4 separate regions of the Zea mays genome follow, and all the other regions are linked to region 3. The links are chromatin contacts, called in public Hi-C maps. All regions are on one chromosome and are shown on one strand. Each heading gives the region's core, a stretch centred on a gene start, on an enhancer-like site or on the middle of the called end of the contact. The rest is flanking DNA. Distances are from core to core; before and after follow the strand shown. Region 1 has its middle 13 kb from the start of LOC103640485. Region 2 has its middle 28 kb from the start of LOC118473082. Region 3 holds the start of LOC100383075. Region 4 holds the start of LOC103640486 (vegetative cell wall protein gp1).

Region 1 (3,123 bases), core at 11-2,510, 470 kb before region 3:
CTGCATGCAAGTCTGTCGTCGGCGGTTTAGCTAGCGAGAGGAGAGAGCTAGCGCGCGGCCGGGTTGGTCGCGGTCGGTGCAGTGGTGAATGGAAATGGAAATGGAGGCAGGGCCACTCTCGCTACTCCGTAAGCACGCACGCACCACTGGCAGCAGTGGGAAGGCGAAGGACCCAGCGGAGAAGAGCTTCTCCGGCAACTGGACAGCACTACCACCGTCGTCGAGCAGCTAGCTAGCTTCTAGCGATGACAGCTTCCGCGTACGCTGTCTGGGAATTGGATCCCGTTTCAGTCCATATCTGTCTGTCCAGTGTTCGTTCAGACGAGCGTTTTTTTTTTCCTGTTCGCGGCAGCACACACTGCACTGCGGGCGTGGCCAACTTTTTTACATTTTAGTCCTTTTTAAGTTTTTTTTTCACAATTATGTTCTTTACAGTTTCATTTCAAAAAATGAATCTCAACCTCGGCACTATCATCAAGGTAACGCATAACGACGCCAATATCGTTGGCGCCAACTTTTCCTACGTGGTGATAGTCGATATGACAAGTCCCATGCGGTCGGCGCCATAGATCTTGGCGCCGACCCCCCTCGACGGCGAGTTCTGGTGCTGTCCAGGAGGGTCGGCGCCAAGATCTATGACGCTGACTCCCTGGGACTTGCCACATCGCTTGCCACGTAGGAAAAGTTGGCGCCAATTATGTCGGCGTCACTATTCGTTACCTTGATGTCAATGATGATGGTGCCGAGGTTAAGATCTATTTTTTAAAGGGAAATTTGGATCCATACCATTAAAAGATCACCACTTTAGATCCATACCATTACTATCTCACTTACACGTGGGTCCACATGAGTCAATGACATGTGGGGTCCATGATATATATCTAAAGTTTGGATCTTTTAATGTTATAGATCCAATTGTTCCCTTTTTAAAATAAAACTGCAAAAGACATAATTATGAAAAAAACCCTAAAAGGACTAAAATGCAAAAAAAAAGTTGGCGGACGCGGCGGCGGTCTAGGTGGCTGCTAATCATGGTGTGCTCAGCGTGTGCATGACGGTACGTAGTGTTCAGACGAGCGTTGTTTCGTCGACGAGCTCAGACCATCATCATCGTGTGCGTTACGACACTAAGCATAAGGACGAATTTGTACGGTGGAAAATAAGACATCTCTACTTTGGTTACAAGCCAGCGGCTCCATGCTTGTTTTTGCTCAGCCACATGCATGTCAAGGCTTTCGGCCGGCCCAGACAATACCTACAGACCGAAACGTTTACATGGGCTCTTAAAAAGTCACAATACACGGGTGCTTAAGTGGGTCAGGCATCGGGCTACGAGCGTGGTCTCTTGCTGCTTCCATAAAAATAATACTAAGTGCTAGTGCTACGCGTCGGCGCCCATTTTATCACCAAACGCTGGAATGAACCGTCTGTCGGTATTGACACCTTTAGGTCTGTTCGGTTATTCCTATTTCAAGTGGACTGAAATATATTAGATTAAATTGAGACGTATTTTAATTTATTGTAGATTTAAACCGATTCAATTCTACTCAATTCACATGGATTAGCAATAAAACGAACAAGCCCTTAGATGATGTAGGATCAGATAAATTGAACATCTTTTGAGCACTAAGCCACATCCATGATGGTCACCACCTATTTAGGGCAAACAACAACGAACCCTAGGACCTTCTCGTGACAAGCACTACCGGAATTCGGCTTTTTGCCGAGTGTTAAATGATTTGCCGAGCGTTTTTTTTCGGGCACTCGGCAAGCCGAGTGCCAAGTAAAAAACCCTCGGTAAAAAACACTCCGCAAAGAAACTCTTTGCCGAGTGTTTTATTTTTTACACTTGGTATAGAGTTTCTTTGCTGAGTGTTTTTTATTGACACTCAACAAAGAGTATTTGCCGAGTGTTTTATTTTTGACACTCGACAAAGAGTTTTTTTGTCGAGTGTTTTATTTTGCACACTAGGCAAAGACAATTTTAAAATCACATTTTAAAGCAGTACATTAATTCAAATGAAAAAGTTTTCAACTACAAATTTGTATAACTCATCAAGATGTACAATTTATATTTTGATAATTTTCTTATATGACAAAATAAAAGTAAATTTGTTCATAAAACCTATCTCTTTCTCGTAGTTTATGAAACTATAAGAGAGATGTATAAGATTTTTGAATAATGTTAGAACCATCATTTGAGATGAACAAATGACCAAACAACCAAAATAAACTTTGTAGGTCTCGGGAAGTTATAGAATTTTGTAGTTGACAACTTTTTCATTTGAAGTTATCTTGTCAACGAAAACTACATTTGAATTTTAAAAATTTAAAAAATGAATTTTGAAAACGACGTCGGATGGGAAAACCACCAACATAAATGTTGTAGGTCTTCAAAAGTTATGAAATTTTGTAGTTGGCAATATTTTGGTTTGAAATCATGTTGTCATGTAAAACTATGTTTGAATTTTAAAATTTGAATTTTTTAAATTACCTCGAATGGAAAAAACCACCAAAATAAAAGTTGTTTGTATTGAAATGTAATGAAATTTTGTAACTAATAATTTTTTGATTTGAAATCATATTATCATTGAAAAATTCGTGTCTTTTCAAATTTGAAATTCAAATTTTGTAAATAGCCTCGGACGTAGAAACTATCAAAATAGAACTTGTAGATCTTGAAATGTTATGCAACTTTATAGTTGGTCATATTTTCAAATGAATTCATTTAGTGCCTCAAATAATCAAATTACTCTCGGTATGAGGAATGAAAACATAATATAGACAAAATGATGTAGTAGTGTAGTGGTAGAGGAGGGTATGCGAGAGAGAGGTTGCGAGTTCGAATCTCACCATTCACAAAACATGTTAATTTGATTTAAAATAATAGTGAAAAATGATAAGGAGATGGGTAACTGTAATGGGGAGTGGTTGGTGGAGAGTTGTTCCCATAATTTTAAAAAATGTTTTGCTGTTTTTGGAGGTTTTTTGCGATTCTTAATTTGCCGAGTGCTTTTCGACACTCGGCAAAGCCTTTACCGAGTGTCCGAAAAAGTGCTCGGCAAACAAAACTTCACCGATAAAATGTTTGCTGAGTATTCTTTGCCAAGTGAGTATAAAATG
Region 2 (3,402 bases), core at 575-3,074, 400 kb before region 3:
TGCAAAAATTAATGATAATGCGTACACAATTGAGTTGCCACCTAATTTTGGGATTAGTCCCACCTTTAACACGATCGCGTGCACGACAACTAAATATTCATGTACATTCTACCCTAGTCAATTACGTTTTAGAGCTTACGCTCAGGACCATAGATGTTTAATGATTAGAAACATTGGAAAGGACCAACAAGGACTTGGGAAAGGCCAAGGGATTGAGGAGGAGGAGCAATGGCGTCCACAACAGGAAGGACATCAAGTCCGTCTCAGCTGCGATTCTATCTGGGGTTCCATGTCCAGCCTGTACAAAAATGGGTGCCCAGTACGCATTCATACTTCGATTGCGGCGAACTTGATATGGTTGGAAAGATAAAGAAATTATCTAACCAACCCAACTGGTTCCACCTTAAAATTCATCCAGAGTCAACGGGAATCGTCGAAACAATTCTGTTTGGTGCTGCGACACCGTCTGTTGGACCGTTGGCCCGTGTATCGCGTTGGAGACCATTAGGGACGAGACCAGTGGTCACGCACGCCCTAATACTCTATATATTCAGCAGCTGTCGTCACATTAGGGTGGATTTTGCTTAGATTATTCTGTCATCGAACAATATTACTGTCATCGGCTTGTGAGACCCCATCTCGTAATTAACACAGTTTGGTTGCGTTCTTTCTGTTCTGGCTTGTGTTCTTGATTGCGCTTGCAGGGATAAGCCTTCGTGGCGAGGTCACTCGTGTGTTACGGGTGATAACCAACAGAGCAGAGGTGTAGTCATTGCGAGGAGCCGTTCGCTCGGAGTCTTGGATCATCAACGTCGAGATCTCCACCCAATCAAGTTATCATACCTCACGGAAGATCGGGCCTCATCCTCTATCAAGCTGGTCACCCGCGATGTTCTTAGACGACGTAAAGTCACATAGAAATTAATAGATCAATTCGAGGAGGAGATCTTGAGTGAGGTAGATGAAATAGATCTTGCCTCTTAAGAGATAACCACGTGATTAGATGGATAACCACGCATGAGATAAAGATAATCATCCGAGTCAATCCGATCGCTGTCCGCGCCCTAGGATCGGACCGTCCGCCACTTTTAATGTTCAACGCTATGGAATTCTGCACTCCAACGATGATTATCGATAAATTATATTTAGCTTCAGCCAGCAGAGCAGAAACAGAGTGCCAACAGACAGATTCGCTGATGAATAGGCATGCGAGTTAATACGGCCGATGGTGGTTTGCAAACAGTAATTTGCTTATTTGTATTCATTTCGTTTAATTGTCTCTGTTTGTAGAAGTACGCAGTCAAACTGAAAACGCTAGGGATATCGTCGATGTCTTGAAGTTGAACGATTGGAAGATGTAGTCCAGGTTCTTCGTTTGTAGTAATAGGTTAAACCAACTGAAGCACGGTCAAGACAAGAACCCCATTGCCATTTACATAGAAGTGAAGGTAACAGAAGAAATTCAGATCATAGTCAGCTGTCTGTTTCATATAAAAAGATGGTGAAACTGAAAAACAAAAGTTTGTGAACATTGTAAAATGTAATGCACACCAAAAGAGAAAAAATGTCATTTTTTAAAACAATGAAACAACAATATGTGAAATAAAAACTAAGTACTAGTTTGGCAAAATGGATTCTCGTTTTCTAAGGGATTAAAATTTTTGTAAAGGAAAATGAATAAATTTCATTTGGAAAAATTAAAATCTATTTAAAAAATGAGGTTACCAAAAGTCCAGAAAAGAACAGAATAACCGAAACAAAAGGATACAAACTGGGCCCAACAAAAAAAAGAAAGCCCAATAAAGAAAATCAAAACGGAAACCAGAACGATGAGGCATACATGGGCCAAAGCTTGCATCAATCGGCTGAGAACAAAAGTTGTTGAGATCAAAGTGTATAATAGCCTCTACCACCTTGTTTCTGTCATTGAAATAGTAAGAAAACATGTTTAGATCATCTCATTTGGATGCCGGACAAAGGAGTAGAAATTCATGAAAGTTATGCCGGCACTGTGGATCCACCGAGTACTGTTTCAGGTATCTACAAATTTTATCTTACTATATATTTTCAGAAACAACTCTACCATTCAACCTATGTCAAAACCCCTTAATTATTTATTTATTTAATTATTTTGTTCATCGCTACGCCAATAGCTAGCTCCGATCATAGAACATCAATCATTCATTAATAAAAAAATGCAATGATATACTATATGCACGTTTCTGCTAATTAAAGAATATACAAGATTTGCATCCATGCATCGACAAGTCAAAAAGCATGCAATCAGCTAGCTTGATCCTTCCTAGCTTACTTTGAACCCCCCTCTATTCAGACGGCTTAAATTCATTCAATCATACACATTGACACTGTTTAACTGCAGAGTGCAGACTGAAACATTATGTAGAGTCCAAACTGGTTAAAATTCACACATATGCAACCAAATGTATCGACGTTTCTTAAAAAATTGTACATACTACCTTGCATTGAGACATTTTCAATCGTTCACATATATGCAACCAGATGTATCGACGTTTCTTAAAAAAAATGTGCATACTACCTTGCATTGACTTCTTTTCAATGTTACATACCATGTTTATTGATTGGTCAAAGATACTTACTACTTCTTCTCGTTACTTTTTTTCCTCAAATGTTCACAATTATGCAGGTATAAACTGAACATCTGATAGAACCGCTAAAGCAACTATGTTCTACTTTGAAACTATCGTTACTAATAGTGTTAGAAAATTATCTATATCACTATTAGCATCTACATCAAATTCAACGATAGCTCCATCAGAAATTGCAGCTATTGTCTTTCTCAAATTTACATTCCTTAACACTCATGACAGTGAATCATACCGAGGCCAAAGTAAAACATTCATTCTTAGGTACATGCGCGTGCTGGCGCGCGTAAGTGACTAGTTAGTTTTAGTTGCACCTACGTCACTACGGTTATATACAATTTCTTTCCACAACACAAATTAACATGAGTTGCGGTAGTCAGAAGCGAGTGCTCTTGTCGGGCATGATAATTAGGGGTACCCAGAATACGCCCCTAAAATGCGCTCAGAAAAGGTTAATTGCTCAGACATAATCCCCGAAGACGCACCTCATAATGAAATTCTTGTATTTGTATTAAAATTTGTGAAACAAGTTTGAGTTTAAAAATTAGAATTTGAAAATAAAAGGGGAACATAAAAGAAAAGGATGGGAATTTAAAGGAAATCATTTATTTCTCCATAAATAAATAACAAGAAAAATAATAACTAATAATATTAAAAATAGCAGTGGTAATATTCATAGTAGTAATGATTTTGACACTGGGAGTCTGAAATTCAAAACAGGGATTTGAATATGGTTCAAATGCTTCAAATTTGGAAAAAAGTAAAAGAATAAAAAAAT
Region 3 (3,571 bases), core at 659-3,158:
TTCGAGCGAAAGAAAAATAAAGCTGACAAGAGGTAACATAAAGGTCAATGATGGTACAAATAAAAAAGTTTACTTAATTGTCATAACACACTTAATTGAAGACGATGTATTTAAGTATATCAAAGTAATACTGTCCAGGTGCAAAGCACAAGGAAGAAGTTAACACAGACCGCATTTGTTATTACGCTTAAAGAAATGCACTTGTAGTTGTTATCTTGCAAACATTTGGATAGATGTGTATGTCACTCTATAAGCCAAGTATCACAATCCAGAAAACTCTGGAACGGGATTGAAAAAAAATCTCACAACAAAGCCTCTCCAAGTTTTTTTAAGCAGTAAAAGGCCCAATGTCTCGGCAAAGTGTTGCATGAGCACTGAATACGAACAAAGAAGAAAGCAGATGGATGTCACATTCATGTAGTATTCTAATAGCTGCTGTTAAATAGCATCTGATTTCTAACCATCAGCAGCATCGCTCCATTGGAGAAAAGGGAGCACAACACACTAATTAACATAATCATACACACCTTTAGGACAAACAACAACAACAAAAAACAGTTGGCTATAAGACCAAAAAAAAATTAAGAGAAAGGAGCACCAATTATTTGGAGAGCGGAACCCAACATGGGAAGCCAAAGTGAATTGATAGAAAACATTCACATAATTGAGTACCAGTCGTTGGGAACTCTCAAAATATACTCTTTTGCTTGGAAAAGAATATTTGACACAGCTTGTTAACAAAAACTAACCGGTGGTTTAGGGTCTTATATAGAACAAATTAAGGGGGTGAAGCATACGGCATATTTGCATATAAAAATGAAAATTTGACCACCAATAACCTAAAGCAACGCCACGTGAATTTTTGGCACTCTTTTTCTGGTCCAAAAGTCAAAAAATGAAACGTGAAGGTTACAACCAGTGGTGAAATCATTTTTTATGCCCACTGTCAAAGCAGGTAAGTGTCTCCAAACTTCCTAGTATACCATAGCACACAATAAATTCGAAGTGGATGTGGATCAAGGGCTGCAAGTGCAACATCAATGGTGATTGGTAACTGAGACAACTAAAGTACAACCTCACCACACAAAAAATGAAACGTTCCTCGAAGTTGAGAAGGGCGGAAAACAATTATCCTCACACATTTCTAAGCAACTGAGATCTAATTTAGACTACTCTAGCAAGGATTAAACGAATTCCCCAATGCCGATCAAAGAGAAAGCGATGGTATGTTTTCCCCAAAAGAAAACGATTTTGAAACTATCGTGTGATCCAGTACCAATTGGCATGAAGAACTGGAAGATGGAAGAACAGATCAAGGAAGAAACAAAAACTGAGAACTGACCAATCCAAGGCGGTGATGACGACGCCGGCCCAGAGCGGCAGGTACCCGCGGCTGAGGATCTTGATGGCGATGGCGCTGCCGATGACCTCCTGGATGTCCGCGCCGACCATGGCGACCTCGGCCATGAGCCAGAGCGCGCGGCGCGCCCAGTCAGGGTACTCGTCGCGGCAGAGCTCGGCGAGGTGACGGCCTGTGGCGACGCCGAGGCGCGCGGCGAGGAGCTGCACGAGGAGGCCCATGGCGGTGGCCCACATGAGCAGCCACAGCAGCGTGTCCCCGGCGACGGCGCCCGCCTGGAGGTCGCCCTCGAGGTTGCCCGGGTCCAGGAACGCGATGCTCATGAGGAACCCGGGGCCCGTGAAGAGCCAGAGCTTCCGCCACGAGAAGGGCGGCGGTGACGACCCCGAGGACGAGCAGAGCTCCGCGCCGTCGCCATCGCCGTCGACGTCCTCCGGGTCCGGCCCGCCCGAGATGGACACGATGACCTTCTCAGCCGCCTCGTACGCGCGCTCCTCGAGATCCTCGTCGTCGTAGTCCGGCGCCGGGGCGGGGAGCAGCGCGCGCGCCTCCTCGACGGCCCTGGCCGCGGCCGCGGCGGAGGCGGAGTCCACGGCACCGTCGTCGGTGGCGGCCATCGAGATGCGTCGCGAGTTGGACCTTGGACCTGGACGACGCGGGCGGGGCGGGTAAGGCACGTGGTTGGCACGTGCCCGCCTCGGTTCAGCCGTTTCGGATGCTTTGCTTTTGGACCTGCTCTTCAAGTGATAATGCCTTTGTCCCTTCTCGGGACTCTCCAGCAGACTTCCTGTGCTACCGTATATCTCATCCTTTATTTTAAATTAACTATGTAAAGAACATCATTAATATAAAAAAATGGTTTGTATGTTTGTACATGCAAAATATTATTTGACATTATAGACATCACTATTTGCCGTTCTCGTTTACCAGAATTTAAATATATTTAATCTTTTTTATATAATGATACCTGTAATATCTAATTAATACTATTAAATAGATATTTAAATATATTTTATTATAAATTTACTTTTAAATATTACTGTTGAGCAATATTTATGATATCGAGTATGTTTGGACGGTCCGGTCCTGAGGCCCGGACGATTCGGCTCGCTGATGGTCCGCCCTATAGGCGCGAACGGTCCGCGAATAGATCGAATCAGCGGTTAAGACTCCTATCTTCTCGCGTGTTTGGCCCTCTAATCGCAGGAGCTATTGAAGAACGCTTCCCCTTATATATTTGAAGGGGTATGACCGATTGAAGGACCAACAATCGATCAATCAATCAATATACCTCTAGTTTTTTACATTTTACCCTAGTAGTAGACAGTAACTTATATCCCTCTCTATAGTCTTCACCTCTCTCTGGCTCTACGTCGTTTAGAGGCGTCTTAGGTGGCCTGCCAATCACAAGACAAACCTAGGATCTCTCCTCCCCGACAGGTCCCTCTCGGAAGCGAGATCCAGGTGTTGTTCGGTGAACTCTGTCGTCCCTGCGCACGCGCAGACTGTCCGGCTCGTCAAGCAGGAACCCTTGCCTCGGCGCCAGGTCGCGGACCATCCGGCCCTCGGTCACGAACCGTCCGCTCTTCCACAGAGAGCACCATCGCCGGTACTCATCGCAGTGATTGGCGTCCGGATCGGCGTCAACATACTTTTTGGCGACTCTGCTGGGGAAGTTGCGTCATATCGGCCCTCAATGACCGGTTCAAAAGATAGCTCTGATGTCCCCCCAGCAACATCATCGAGTCGACTTGGGAAACCTTGCCGGCCGAAAAACAACTGGAGTTCGAGGAGCACCAGGAGTAGCTGGTCAAGGAAGCAAAAGCAAAGTTCCAGGCCAAATTCAAAGTGGACAGGAACAACAAGGTCGTTCGATAATGGGAAAAGGCAGCTGGTCGACTGGTCAAATCTGGCCCAACCTTTGATCAATTATTATCTAAATATGTGAAAAAAGGTCGGTCCAAGTGACCGGTCACCAAAGCGACCTCGCTCACCTACTCATGAACATGCCAACAGGTAAGACAGGTTGGACCATCTGTAACACCCTAAATTTGGTGGTATAAAAATTTCTTCTCTAATGCCTACCAAATTCAGGTGTTACCTCTTGTTTCTCTCTCTCTAGATTTCTTTTCTCTCTTTTTTTCTCTCTCTCTAGATTTCTTTTCTCTCTTTTTTATTAGAATTAAGTCACTAGGTGAGCAATTAACTATT
Region 4 (3,623 bases), core at 325-2,824, 280 kb before region 3:
AGCCCTATAGATAATATGAAGACCAAACAAAAAAATTAGACAGAAACTTTTACCTCTTTGTCGGGGATGAGATCCTCGGTCCCTATGGCCCATCGGTCAAAGAGCGCACTAGGGAAAGGCCTCTAGCAACTGGGCCCTGCTGGTTAGCCGGAGGAGATAGGAACGACTACCCTGAGACACCCACCCCCGGACGAACCTCGCGGCACTGAGCCCAAGGTCGGGTGTGGTGGAACCTGACAGGGGGCTGGGCGCGTCGAAGCGAAACTACTCGAGTGGATGTTGTGCCTGGCCCGAGACCGACTCGTCATAAGTGACCGACTACATTAACTACGCCTGGCGATGAGTCGTGGCAGAGGCACCGGCCCACTTCCCACTCATGACTGACGAACCCCTCAGACTGCGACACATTTATTGCCCATGCACTCTAGGCCTACGACGCACTCATGGTCTATCGGGACTAGGCTTGAGTGTGCAGAACGCTGGCAGGGCGCTATGATGCCCGCGCCACCCGCCATAGAGAATACATGACAATCGGACGACCACGAGACCAACGAGCACGCGTGGCTTCACCATGGTAGAACGTTTGGTTTACCACTGGTGCCCGACCCCTTCCTCGACCTATAAAAGGAAGAGGTTAGTCCCCGGACCAAAGGATCTCGGGCAGACAGATGCACGCACAAGGACGGACCTAGACGAGAAGACGCCCAGAAGGACCGACGAATAGGAGTACGCACCGACGATAACCCAGAGACCGGAGCCCCGCCATCAAGCCAAGACTTAGCTAGGACTCCACTCTGTCACCCTTAGCTCCACCTCTACCATGATAAGAGACTTGGGAAACTCTCCTCCCTCTCTCGCCCGCTTGTAACTCCTACTACGTGCTTTGATCTTCAATGGTGTCGGTTAGCGCAAGCCGCCGATGACTGGAAGTAGAAACATCCTGTCCGAACCAATATAAATCTTACGTCCACCGTGTATACCGTCCGAACACCGGAACACACACAATCAGTGGCGGTCCCAGCTGCTACGCTTAGGATGTGCCGAAAAAATATCAAAAAAAAAAAAGAAACAAAAAATAGTTATCAATAAGACTCGAACCTTGACTCACAATATCAAAAAATAATACTTACACCACTATGTTAACTACCCTTATATGATTTTAGGGTGTGCCGTTCATTATATGGACCATCCACTAGGTCCACCATGCATATAATAAATTACTTGTCGGAGAGATGTTTGAAACATCCACCGTCTTCAAAATTGAGCGTAGATACTGTACCTGCAGAGCATCGTGACATTGCTTGCCACTTAAGTAAAAAAAAAGAACAAAGCTCCTTTAGTTTTGCTAAAAGGGAAACCTGAGAGATCCGCCCGAAATTGGAAGAGGACAAAACAGAGACGGAGGAACAGACAAAGCTAGCGTCACCGTCAAAGTAGAGAGGAGCCCCATTAGTCATTACCACGAATCATTTTTTTGTGGCTTTGTGAGTGGTCGGTACTCGGTAGCTAAGATCATCTTTTGTGCTAATCTTGCACTAATCACCATCATAGTTTGAGCATTTCACTATCTCATCAGCCATCGACCACCACGCCGTGTCAGTTCTTCAAAAAAGCTTCTCCTAGACCCCTAGCCCACTCTCTCCCTCTTCATGCAGTCGTGTTGCAGTGCATCATCAGCCTTTGTTCAGTCATGACCACGAGACGAGAGACAGCACCACACGCAGACGCAGAGGCAGGTCCTTTCACATGCCCACGACGCACAGCCTTTACCACCGCTGCTCTGCTCCCCTCAAAGCCAAGGCCAGTAGAAACCAGCCCAGCTTGCTCTCTCTGCTCTTCCCCCTCACACTTCTCCCTCGCTCATCACTCATAGTCACACAGTCACACTACAGAGCCCAGAGCCCTAGTGTCCTCCCCTCCCCTCCCCATGGCCCCTCACCGCCTCCTCCAGCTTCTACTGCTCCTCGCCGCCGCCATGACCACCGCCCGGTCCCAGACCCAGTCACCAGCCGCCGCGCCATCCACCTCACCCTCCTCTACCGCCGCCGCCGCCCCAAGCCCCTCATCCTCCTCCTCCCCGCCGCCCTCCAAGGACACCCACATCTCCACCTCGCCCGCCGCGTCCCCGTCCTCGTCCCACGCCGGCGCCAAGCTCACCTCCCCGGCCGCCTCCCCCGCGCCCACCCACTCCCCGACCCCACCGACGCCACCGCCGTCTCCGCCCACCCCAGCCCCCACCAGCTCCTCGCCGCCGCCCGCATTGCCGCCCCCGGCCGCGGCGCCGGCGCCGGCGCCCGTGGGCGCGAGCGCCCCTCCGCCCGCCGCGTCCTCCCCGCCGGTCCCAGCGCCGACGCTCGCCCCCGCGCCGTCGTCGTCCCCTCCGGCCCCGGCGCCCGTCCTCGCGGCGCCCGCGCCCGCGCCCAGCAAGAAGCCGACGCCGACGAAGAAGAAGCACGCGCCAGCACCGCTCGCGGCCGCGTCCCCGGCCACCGGCACCGGCACCGGCGTGGGCCTCGCCCCCGGCCCTGGCCCCTCCACCGCCGACATGATGGTACGTGACCCACTGGCACTGCGCTCCACCTCTCTCCGTACCACGTACTGTAGTAGCTAGAGCAGAGCAGCCGGGGCAGGCTAGCCGCACTACGCTTGCATTGCACACGTGTTGGGACCGCAGCCGTCGGGTATTCCGAACCCAGGCGCATTTGATCCCACCACCACTACCGGGCAGGCGGGCACAGTCGCACAGGCAAGCATGCAGGCAGTCAGTGAGTCAGGCACCGGCCAGCGGGCGCGGAGACCGAGGCACTCGCGCTGCTGACGCGCGGGACCCCGCGCGTCAGCGAGAGGCAGGCATGCGTGTCGGGTCAAAGCACGGGAGGCTGGCCGGCGAACCCGGTCGAGCTGCGGGCCCCGCGCACGCGTACCCGTGCGGACAGCACTCCTACTCGATGCTTCGTGGGCCGGGCCCTGGTGGAGGAGAAGTAGCCGTTCGCGGGGCGTGGGTCTGGGATTCTGGGTACGGCCGCGCCTACTGTACGTAGGCGCACCAATAATTTCCGCCGTGTACTGCCCCCTGCCCCTGTTGCTTTGCTTCGTTCGTTCGTCGGCTTGTGCGTTCAACTGCGTGGTTATAAATGCACTTTTGACTGGCCTGCGGGCCCCATCTTTTTGCAGAGCGGAGCGGCGCGGGGCTGCGGCGGGTGGGCGGCGACGGCGACGGCGGCGCTGGTTCTTCTGGCCGCGTCGCTGACGGTGGGTCCGATGGTGGCGTGATGGATGGTAGAGCCACCTGTCAGGGTCGAGAGAGTGGTGGGTTGATGTGATGGGATCTGCATGGGTAGTACGTGCATTGGTTCAAACACGCTGTATTTTGTGCTACTGCCGCACGTCACGTTATTATTCTCTGCGTGGAGTTGACGCCCAGAATATATAGTACCACCACTATTATATTTTGTTTGCTATTGTACAACATTTTCATGCTTGATTACTTCTACCGTGCCTATGATGGTCATTTGCTTCTGTCCTTTTTTTTTCTTTCTTTTGCTCTCCTATATGCTCGGCACACTTCCGTGTGGGTGGGCGCGGGGGCGTGGTCGGGCCCGCATGCACGCAGTGACTCCAAT

The links. Hi-C and Micro-C count contacts between places; a contact is called where the count stands out from the background.
Region 1: a Hi-C map of ear shows a contact between it and region 3, with 4 times the contacts expected there. The contact joins the enhancer-like site here to the promoter of LOC100383075 in region 3. A contact is called at or near these places in 2 of 25 Hi-C or Micro-C datasets (ear and tassel).
Region 2: a contact with region 3 is called in a Hi-C map of leaf, with 3 times the contacts expected there. The contact joins the enhancer-like site here to the promoter of LOC100383075 in region 3. A contact is called at or near these places in 2 of 25 Hi-C or Micro-C datasets (ear and leaf).
Region 4: a Hi-C map of bundle sheath shows a contact between it and region 3, with 1.9 times the contacts expected there. The contact joins the promoter of LOC103640486 here to the promoter of LOC100383075 in region 3. A contact is called at or near these places in 2 of 25 Hi-C or Micro-C datasets (bundle sheath and ear).

Annotation. Positions count from the first base shown.
Region 1 is chr1:164,747,916-164,751,038 of Zm-B73-REFERENCE-NAM-5.0, forward strand. No RefSeq gene overlaps it. Among protein-coding and RNA genes, the nearest start is that of LOC103640485, 13 kb to the left of the region's middle. Within about 2 kb of position 1,261, at least 16 of the 20 cell types and tissues checked have an H3K27ac peak or open chromatin away from gene starts, as enhancers often do. A contact at or near this core is called in ear and tassel, where this site is marked.
Region 2 is chr1:164,821,912-164,825,313 of Zm-B73-REFERENCE-NAM-5.0, forward strand. No RefSeq gene overlaps it. Among protein-coding and RNA genes, the nearest start is that of LOC118473082, 28 kb to the left of the region's middle. Within about 2 kb of position 1,825, at least 2 of the 20 cell types and tissues checked have an H3K27ac peak or open chromatin away from gene starts, as enhancers often do. A contact at or near this core is called in leaf, where this site is marked.
Region 3 is chr1:165,221,609-165,225,179 of Zm-B73-REFERENCE-NAM-5.0, forward strand. It overlaps LOC100383075, which reads right to left and starts at 1,909. Exons shown (of 4, transcript NM_001175746.1): 1 at 1,343-1,909; 2 at 1-22. The coding sequence starts at 1,683.
Region 4 is chr1:164,945,642-164,949,264 of Zm-B73-REFERENCE-NAM-5.0, forward strand. It overlaps LOC103640486 (vegetative cell wall protein gp1), which reads left to right and starts at 1,575. Exons shown (of 2, transcript XM_008663091.4): 1 at 1,575-2,551; 2 at 3,175-3,519. The coding sequence starts at 1,928. The coding sequence ends at 3,273.